2 separate regions of the Triticum aestivum genome follow, and region 2 is linked to region 1. Evidence: chromatin contacts called from public Hi-C data. All regions are on one chromosome and are shown on one strand. The core of a region is the stretch at or near the end of the contact, and the rest is flanking DNA. Distances in the headings are between cores, read along the strand shown. Region 1 holds the start of LOC123054127 (protein HOTHEAD). Region 2 has its middle 41 kb from the start of LOC123054128.

Region 1 (4,912 bases), core at 623-3,122:
GGAACTCCGCCGTGATGTTGAGCAGCTCCTCCAAGGAGAAGTAGGGGTACGTGAAGTTCTGGAAGGATTTGGACTGGATGACGCGCTCGATGAGCGTCAACCCCTCCACGCAGCGCCGGAGGTCCTCCGGGTGCGAGAAGTAGTTGAACGTCACCGCCGGGTTGTCGTCTGGGTTGAGGTTCCGCAGCTCGAGGTGGCCCGTGGACGCCGGCCCAAGGACCTTCTCCAGGATGAAGCCGCCGCGGAACACCGAGTCGTCGAGCTGGCTCATCGCCTCCGTCGCGCGCGCGATGGCCTCCGGCGTGCGCTGCTTCGGGGGCACCGTGGCCAGCTGCCCAGTCTGAAAGAACAACATGCAAGCTGGGATCACAGTGTTCTGTTCCACTGACCGTTTGGCAAGTTGTCAGTGTCACTCGCAATGTATACGTACGTACCTGTGGAGAGAACATGCCGAAGTTGCGGGGCGGCCGGCGGTTGCCGCCGGAGCCCTGGTGGCGCGGGTTGGCCCAGTTGGAGCCGCTGGCGCCCTCGATGTAGCTGCCGAAGTGGGTGATGCCGACGACCTGGATGAGGGAGACCTCGACGGGGGAAGGCGACGGCACGAAGATGGCGTTCATGGGGTTGTCGGCCATGCCCTGGCCGACCGCCGACTGGTTCAGCACGAGGGTGATGTTGAAGGAGCGCAGGTGGTCCGCGGGGCCGACGCCGCTGAGCATCAGCAGCTGCGGGCTGCCCATGGCGCCCGCGGAGAGGATGATCTCGTTGCGGCGGCCGGTGTTGAGGTAGGCCTTGTGCATCCGCCCCCTGGAGTCGTGGAACACCACGCCGTGCGCCACCGACCGTGCCCGGCGCCCTGGCGCGCAACAAGCGCGGGTGACGAAATGTCAGTTCGGTCGGCACGCAAAAATGCCGCGTGCATGCATGTCGCCTGGCCGTAAACACAAAACGAACTTTGACTGATAGAGCTCTGACCTCCGACATTGAAGAGGATCTTGGCCACTCTGGCCCGGAGCAGCAGGTCGATGCCCTCGGGGCGCGCGTACCGCAGCAGGTCGGCGGCCGTGTGGCGCCGCCCCTCGTCGTCGAAGATGGAGCCGCCGACCTTGGTGCCGTCGATGTGGTCAAACGTGAAGCCGTTGTCCGGCGCGACGCCGACCTCCATGAGCCCCCTCTGCAGCGCGGCCTGCCAGGGGCCGAGCTCCGGGTGGAACGCCACCACGTCCTCCACCCACCGGTACGCCGCCTTGGCCGCCTCGAGGTCCCACCCGACGTCCAGCACGTACTCGTCGCTGGCGCGCGTGTAGAAGCCGGCGTTGATGCAGCTGCCGCCGCCCAGCACCCGCGGGCGCGAGTTGATGACGCCGTCCTCGGACACGAACCGCTGCGCCGGCGACCCCGCGGACGTGTCGGCGAGCGTGGCCGTGAAGTGGGTCATGTTCTCCACCCGCTGGTCCCCATACGGCGACCCGCCGCGCTCCAGTAGGAGCACGCGGAAGCGCTGCGACAGCGTGGCGGCGAGCGGGCACCCCGCCGTGCCGCCGCCCACGATGATGTAGTCGTAGTACGACACCGCCGGCGCCCGCGTCGCGTCCCTGGCGAACGTGTAGTTCACGGCTCGCGCTGTTTTTGTTTCACGACATCAATGCACACGCTCATCAATCGGTAACACAATGGCATAATGCAAGATGGACACGGAGAGCTAAACCAGTCACCTTGTGGCGAGCAGCACAGGATCGCGCAGATGATCACCAGTGCTCTTGCGAACGGCTGGTCGGAAGCCATGGCGAGTACGTACGTGCCAAGATGCAAGCCGACCGTGACGAGGTTGGACTGAGAGTGCTGTGGTGGAGCTTGGTTCTTGTGTGACCAACCCGTAGGATACCATGCGCCCTTTATATCGCCGTGCTCCGGTAAATCGCCCGACGACCCGGCATGCACACTTGTTGCACACATGCGACCATACGTGTGCTAGGGTACAGCAGGCCGCAGTGAGCATGCCATGAGCGTGGTAAAGAAGCGGTAGGAAAAGGACTCAACCACCGGAGCAACCAGTGAGCTCATCTCCGTGGCCGTGCGGAGCGGCCGTGTCAAAGGTGACGCGCCCTCTTCCCTGTTTGGTCGCGACCTACCGCCGGGCCGGGGCGAGTCAGCGGGTGAGGATTTGGCATGGCCCAGCTAAACGGTTGACGCATGCCCATCTGGCGCGCTCGAAACGGCCCGGCCCAGCGAGGTTTCTTTAACACGCCCCAGCGCCTGCATTTGGCGCCCCGCGTGGAGTTAGATCATCTACCCCGGGAGCCGGGCGTTGGGAGCTCAGTATTAAAGCCTCAGGATTGCTTAGAGGAGTACAGAAATACCTTGTCACTTTAAATTTGTCAGTGTGCGCCAGAAATCATATCCATGCTGCATTTCCAACACACACTAAATGCATCTGAATTCGCAGGTTCAGGGATACAAATAAAAAAGCAACTTAATTTACATCTGTTCGATGCATGCACTACCGCACTACGACGCCTTTTTCTTACATGGACGTGCAACAGATCAACATTTACACAGTTTATTGAAGTTGATGAAGTCTACAAACAAATATCGCCACTACTTGAACTACCCAGCCCAATGTGGGCAGGAACCATTTTCACTGCCTGTACATTCTTCAGAGAGTAGAAAAGGTTGTACTGATCAGCCTCCTCAGTAGAGGGTGTTGTATGTGCAGAATGTTGCGACGATGGAGACGATGGTGATCACGAGAGGCGGCAGCAGGGTGACGTTGAGGAGCATGTCCGTGCCTAGGTAGCCCGCTGCGGTGATTGTCGCGTCCGCGACCACACGGGCCAGCGTCCCGGCCTCCGTTGAGAGGAGGCCGCCGTTGTAGGTCCCTCGCGACAGCCTCGATGACATGACCCGCGAAAGCAGGGACAGGTTTACTCCTGCATTTGATCGTGAGCAATGTAGAGGTTGTTTCAGATATAATATCGCATGTGCTGCTGAGCTGAATGATTCTCGGATTAGACGATTAGTTATGGTGTACATACCTTCAAGCACCTCTGCGAATACGAACGTGATGAGAGCCGAAGAGACGTACTGTGGAATGGAGTAGTGAGGTGTGTAACGGAAGCTCATGATAATGCCAATCAGAACCATGATTTCAGATGCCAACAGAATTTGCCTGCGAAAGAGGACTTTTTATCATTAAAATCTTCAAAATGGGTAAAAGGTAGCCTAAAAAGACAAATATTTAGGAACGGAGGGAGTAAAAGGAAGCCTAAAAATAATTCTGATTTTATTTGTAACATACAGTTTTCCAAAAAGGAGGGTAATCCCCGGTCTCTGCATCGAGCAATGCACACAGTCATTTTTTTGTAACATACATAGTCGTGTGTTCCACCCATATGTAATGCGGAAAATATAAAATCGGACCTCCCAAATGTTTGAAAAATGCCTTCTTTAGAGCACCAATTTTGTCTTTTTTCGTCCAGAACACAAGGAATGTCAATTCTTCACGAAACATCACACATGGGTAGAAGACACTTATTATGTTTGTTACCAAAAAAAAAAACAGATTGTTCCTGGATTTTTTTCTCGTTTTTTTGCAATTTACTATTCATCTGGGTGCATGTGTACCCAGGTTCACCGAGTCTGCTCTGGTGGCTTCACCCAATTGTATCTCAATATGACAGTGTAAGAGCAATAGGACATTGCATTTGTGTTCTATTGTGTCTTTCAACAACTAGGCTATATTACATCAGCCTAATCGTATTGCATGGTTCAATGAAGGCAAGAAAAGCAATATGATTAGTATGATGCTTCTAGAAACGATAAGGATGTTATGTTAAGAGAAGTTACCTGTCCTCAAACCAATTCGTAACGTAGCTCCCAACAATGGCATTTACTGGAAGAACAGTCAACCCAAGAATCGCTAAAAAGATGGCCACAGCACTTGTATCCCAGTTAAAATAGTATGTGGTGACAACACTTGATTCGGAGAGCAAAATTTCCATCGCATACTTGAGCATAAAGTATATCAATAGTTGGACCTGAGAAATGACCGTTCATGCGAAGTTATTCAAGGAAGATAACAGAAGACAATAGTGTCAGTAGATAAAGTAAACCTAGACATGAACATATAGTTTTAGTAGTGAGGTATGGTGTCTTTTTAATTGTTTGTCGATGCCAACGTACCTTCTAGTGATTAGAATAAAATTATTTTAAATTTATTGTTAATTCAAGACATCATACCTCACGTCATGGAGTTCAGAATTTTTTGTATGAATGGAACTATAGAGATAATGTGTTTCCTTTTTGGCATGCTTGAATTCAGGGAAAATAAAAGAGTAGTTAGGGGGAAAAACAAACCTTCACAGAGGGTGTCAGCAATTTATATGCTGAAGCAAAGGATGTTGCTGGCTCATGGGAACTTTTAGCATCTTCATCATCATTATCCTCCGAATTATCATCCAACCTCTCTTCTGAACCTAGAAGCAGAGGTTGTGCTAGACCTTCCTCCAAATTAGCACTTTCTTGATGACCTATTTTCACAAGAAGCAAACTTCGTGTTGGAACAATTTCTGGCAATGTTATCGTACAAGGATGAATTCCAGCGTAGTTTATGTTTTCAAACAGAACATTTTGTTCTTCCAAAAAATATAACATTTGCACTAGCAAAGCTACTACTACTGTGGGCTGAGAGCTTACCAGATTCAGAAGGCTGCGATGTTCTGGCCGCAGCCTCGGCTGCAGCCTTAGCGAAGTGTTCCGGCTCTTTGAATGAAAACCATAGCCACACCAAGTAAAGAAGCCAAGCAATGGACATGACCCATCCAGGCAATGTGCTCTGGTTAAAAGTCAGCGAGTATATCGTAAATTTTGTCTGAAGAAAACCAGCAAGGCCAGGGCCACATGCCATTCCAAGAGC
Region 2 (4,912 bases), core at 881-3,380, 49 kb after region 1:
GAAGCAAACACTATCTCCAAGAAGCATATGCATTACAATGAATATACACAAATTGTTAAGAAGCATGAACAACATGGTGCGGTTACATATATACTATGAGTTAGAAGTATGGATATATGACAATAAAATCCTAAAAGATATTGCCCCCAAATTGGAAGCACATGTGCTTCATGTACATAACAAATTCAGATATAACAGTCGATGACTGAGTCATACAATACACAATGGAGTGCCCAAATTCAGGACCAACAAAAGGGACTATACAACCATATGCACTTAGCGAACAACACCTAAAACATATAAATAAATCAGGGAGGAGTATATCAAGATTTATTGGACTCAATACCTAGGTTAGATGAGGATGGTGCATGCGGATGATGAGGGTCGAGGGGGCTAATCCAGATGTCTTACTCGTTATGGCTTCATTTGTCAACCGGGAGGACCCTCTGCCACGGTGAACCAGAGGTCGCATGCCACGAAGATACTGCAGATGCTCGGGGCGGCAAGGAGGTTGTGAGCTCATTCCTTGTGCGCGCCATGGTAGAAGGGGCGCAACGGCCCGGTTAATCTCATGGTCCAAGGGGGATGTCTGAATCATGGCGGATGGGTTCGGGGTGAGAGCTCGGGGATGGAGATGATTCGGGAGCATGCGATGGAGATGGGAACGAGGGACGCGTGGGTGGGTACATGGCAGGTGTGATTATGGGTGAATATGTGGCGAGAAAATCGTCGAGATTTGAAAACACATCGACGGGAGTGGAATCAATTTCGACTATGAGATGAAAGCCGCATCGACGTCCCTTGACTAGTCTGAAGATTAGATCCTATTAGACTTCCGTTGGAAGAGTTTCCCTAAATTATAAGTGCTTGTCGATGTTCAACTAAGATCTTCCTATGAGTGAATTGAATTTCCTGATTGTATTTGTGCCGAAGCTTACTATGAAAGAAATGTTCTCTTTCAAAATTATCACTCATTTGCATTATTTATTTTCACTTCTTTAGTGACTTTATTCTTCACTTGATGCTTTTGAGATCTCTATGAAAAGCAACATGCGATAGATAACTACTCCGTCCATCCCATAATGTATGACCTTTTTTGAAACGTCTTATATTATGGGACGGAGGGAGTATGTCTGATGCTAGGTTGCCCTGTTCTACATATATATAGTAAAATGAAGAAAAAATTAGTTGTTAATTGGAGAGTTCGTACATAATTTGTTTCATCAAATTAACATCGTTAATTGCGACCGGGCAGCATGTCCGGTTAGCAATCTCATACCTTGAAAAACATCGTTAATTGTTGCCTGTGGCAACGCGCCGGAATTATACTAATGGTGGTTAAGGGTGAAACATCTCGGCCATCATTATTTACACAATGGAAGAACCGGGTCGTTCTTACGCCAATTTTTTTACTTAAGATTTCTCCCAAGTCTTCTCTTTTTTTGTGAAACCTGATTTATCCCATGTCAAGCAAGAAGAATCAGCAAAACTTTTGTGGCTATGGACTCACATTCTCACGAGTCCACATCAATTTCATCCAAGTTATCACCAGCAGCCTTCTGTGACATGTGTACAGCAAATACTATATTGTGTGCCCCTAAAAAAACCTATATTGTGTGGTCTCCATGAGTGCGCCGATTTTAGGTGGAGATGTAGCTGTACGGAACCATTTGCTTATGGACTGTGCAAAGGATCTTTCCCTCCGATGCATCACTCTCATTTAATTTTGTTATTATCAGTAACAAACAAAAGGTTCGGCTTGACGAACTGTCACCACTTGACATAAAATCTACATCAATCGAATAGAACAGGCAAAAATTCGCAGCCCACCAAAAACCCACGTACGTATGAAAGTGAAAAGCCGTTACTACTACATCGTTCGTTCGTCCTACGGCTACCAACTCGTGCACGCACGTGCTAGGCGTGACGAAGAGAATCAAAGAATGCCTCTTTCGAGTGCGACGGGGGGCAAATGAAATGCACGGCGGCCATCGCCCATCCGTCTCTCTCCATTTTCGTCTCTTCCCAGCTTCTTCCACAGCCGGGCGCAGTGTTTTCGAACAGGTTGCACGGCGAGGGCGATGGCTCGACCGCAATAATCGAGCGCTGGTTTTGGACGCGGCAATGATACAGCCACACCACGATCTGATGTAGTATGGTCCTTCACCAGCTTGTCCTTTTGGCAGGTGAAGGTGACCTCTGGGCTGTCAGATGGCAAAGTTTCTTCCGTCCGTGCGTGGCGCGACACAGCCGAGTATCGCCATCAGCGACCCTCCGCTGCTGCGCGTGCCGTTGCCGGCCTCGTGCCACGCTACGCCGGGCCAAGCCGTCTGATCGTCTCTCTCCTCTCCACCCCTCGCGGCCGTCAGTCAGGGTACGGCGCACGGAGCACGTCCAACCTCGTTCGCAGCCCTACGCGTGACCACGACCTGCCTCTTTCTCCACGCCAGGGCTATTTCTCGCCCACTGCGAGACTCTGGCGCAGCGCTACATGATTTTAATTTTTTAATTAGTGATCAATTTTCAACTTGTTAACATTTTTTCTAAAATTCATGACAATTATTTCATTTTTCAATATTTTTCGAAAATTCTTGAACAATAATTTAGTTCATATACCAAGTGGTCATCTTGGTAAGCTATCAACAAAAATTGCAATAAATAATTTAGTTCATATATGTTTCTTTAAATTTTGGAACATTTTTAGTTCACGTACATTTATTTAAATTCATGAAATTTTTCTAAGATATTGGCTCCTTTTGAAATTCGGAAAACATATTGCAACCTTTTAAATTTATAGAATATTTGTAAATTCATGAACATTACAAAAATTCTTAAGTATTTTTTATGTGCCACAATTTTTTTTCTACAATCGCACAAATTTTAGAAAAAATAATACAGGACTTTAAAAAAATTCAAAACATTTCAATTTTTATATTTTGAAAAATATAAAATATTTTCAAATTTTCCAGTATTGCAATAGCACGCGTAATGATAAAACTACATAAAAACAGGCAAAATGGAGATGTCCCACTACACGGCAGCGCTGAGCCTGAGGTGTGCGCAATTGATATATATCGCTCCGCGCAAGCATTTTACATAGAGATCGCCTACAAAGGATAAGAGTGTCTGGGCCATTTGCACAAACCAGCTTTGGACCCCGATTTATTTTCACAATTTCCCTAACATTGTTTTGGCCGTCCTTGCTGTTTATTCTTGCAGTTTTTATTTCCCCTTTTTCTTTTTGGTTCTGTATATTAATGCAGAAATTCAAACATAGTTTTCCTTTTCCAATATTTGATGTTTTCTCAAATTCATGAATATTTTAAAATTTGGTAAAATTTTCCTAAATTTGTGAATATTTTGGAAATTCATAATAATTTTAAATCTGTGAACATTTTCAGTAATATTTCTTTTAAGAATACACGAACATTTTTATAAATTTCCAAACAATTATTGAATACATTAATATTTTTCCTCTTTGTGAATATTTTTACAATTCTTTAAAATTTGCTAAAATACCGAATAAAATTTTAAATTCTTAAGCATTTTCTTAATTTTGTGCACATTTTAGTTTCATGAAATTTGATAAAATTCGTCATTAGTTTTGCATATTTTTTTAACATTTCCAAAATTCATGAACATTTTCTAAATTCTTCAAATTTTATACAAGAACATTTTTATCAAATTCATGAACATGTTTCAAATAGAAAGAAAACGCACCAAACTATCAAAAAAGCGAAAACATCGAATTCATTTTAATCCAAAACTACTGAATTAGAATAAAAGTGGGAAAAGGAAGAAAAAACAAAAAATAAATAAACCCTGTCAAGGCTATTGGTGTGGGCGATTCGACGTGCGAATGGGCTGGCCCATCCCGCAGGTATGGAATGCCTGCCTAGCCTAGCGAGCGAGGCCAGCTTGCAGGTTGCTAGAAGCGATACATGGCGGGCCATCCTATAGGCAGCTTATTGCGGCAAGAAATCGCGGCTTCGCACACGGCGCAGCTCACCCCTGGGCCGCCCATTTCTGGTGCCTTCGCTTGGCGACGTAAAGATCGCAAAAACAGTTTGCGTTAGAGATCGAACCCACCACCTGTCCTAGATGCACACACTGCGCTACAACCACGACTGGCTAGCCCAAGAGAAATACTTACAATGCGAATCTTAAAGAATCTAACCGCGGCGACAAAACTTTAAAACCAGTTTGCGAAATTTCCACAAAAAAACTTTTGTAAAACTTTTTTGAAAGAAAAATAACAAAATTTAAAACATGAACTATTTTTTTGAAACTATGAACAATATTTACAAAACTTCAAAAATTCAAAGTCCCCCCCGAACATTTTTTTGAATTGGCGAACAAAATATGACAACATGAATAATTTTTCGAATTAGTGATCAAAATGCGAAAATGTAACATTTGTTGAATTTAATATATAGTTTTAAAAACAGGAACTTTTTCATTTTGATTTTTTTTAAAAAGCAAACATTATTTAAATTGGCGAACTAATTTTGAAAACATGAATTTTTTTTATTTGTGAACAAATTTTTAGAACGAAACATGTGTTGAATATATAAACTTATTTGAAAAACTGGAACTTGTGAAAAGTAAATTAAAAATCTGAACATTTTTCGAAACATGACATTTTATGAAAGTGTGTACAAATTTTGAAAAATGGGAACGATTTTTTGATATCCTTAAACTTTTTAGTTTGTGACCAAAATTGAAAAAATACTATCATATTTTGATATCCTTTTTTAAAAAAATTGATCATTTTCTGAGAGAAGCAAAATAATTTTGAAATTCGAAACATTTTCCTGAATTGCTGAAAAAAATTTGAAAACAGAAACATTTTCCGAAAATGTGAAAAAAATTGAAATTTCAAACATTTTTAAAATTCGCGAACATTTTTGGA

Evidence for each region. A called contact is a pair of places that touch in the nucleus more often than the background predicts.
Region 2: a Hi-C map of leaf shows a contact between it and region 1, with 3 times the contacts expected there. The contact joins the enhancer-like site here to the promoter of LOC123054127 in region 1. A contact is called at or near these places in 2 of 5 Hi-C or Micro-C datasets (both in leaf).

The regions. Positions count from the first base shown.
Region 1 is chr2D:509,961,408-509,966,319 of IWGSC CS RefSeq v2.1, forward strand. It overlaps LOC123054127 (protein HOTHEAD), which reads right to left and starts at 1,873. Exons shown (of 5, transcript XM_044477820.1): 1 at 1,713-1,873; 2 at 973-1,620; 3 at 435-853; 4 at 1-340. The coding sequence starts at 1,782. It overlaps LOC123054128 (SPX domain-containing membrane protein OsI_17046), which reads right to left. Exons shown (of 12, transcript XM_044477821.1): 8 at 4,693-4,912; 9 at 4,354-4,526; 10 at 3,844-4,034; 11 at 3,033-3,166; 12 at 2,402-2,927. The coding sequence ends at 2,689.
Region 2 is chr2D:510,009,886-510,014,797 of IWGSC CS RefSeq v2.1, forward strand. No RefSeq gene overlaps it. Among protein-coding and RNA genes, the nearest start is that of LOC123054128, 41 kb to the left of the region's middle. Within about 2 kb of position 2,131, at least 7 of the 8 cell types and tissues checked have an H3K27ac peak or open chromatin away from gene starts, as enhancers often do. A contact at or near this core is called in leaf, where this site is marked.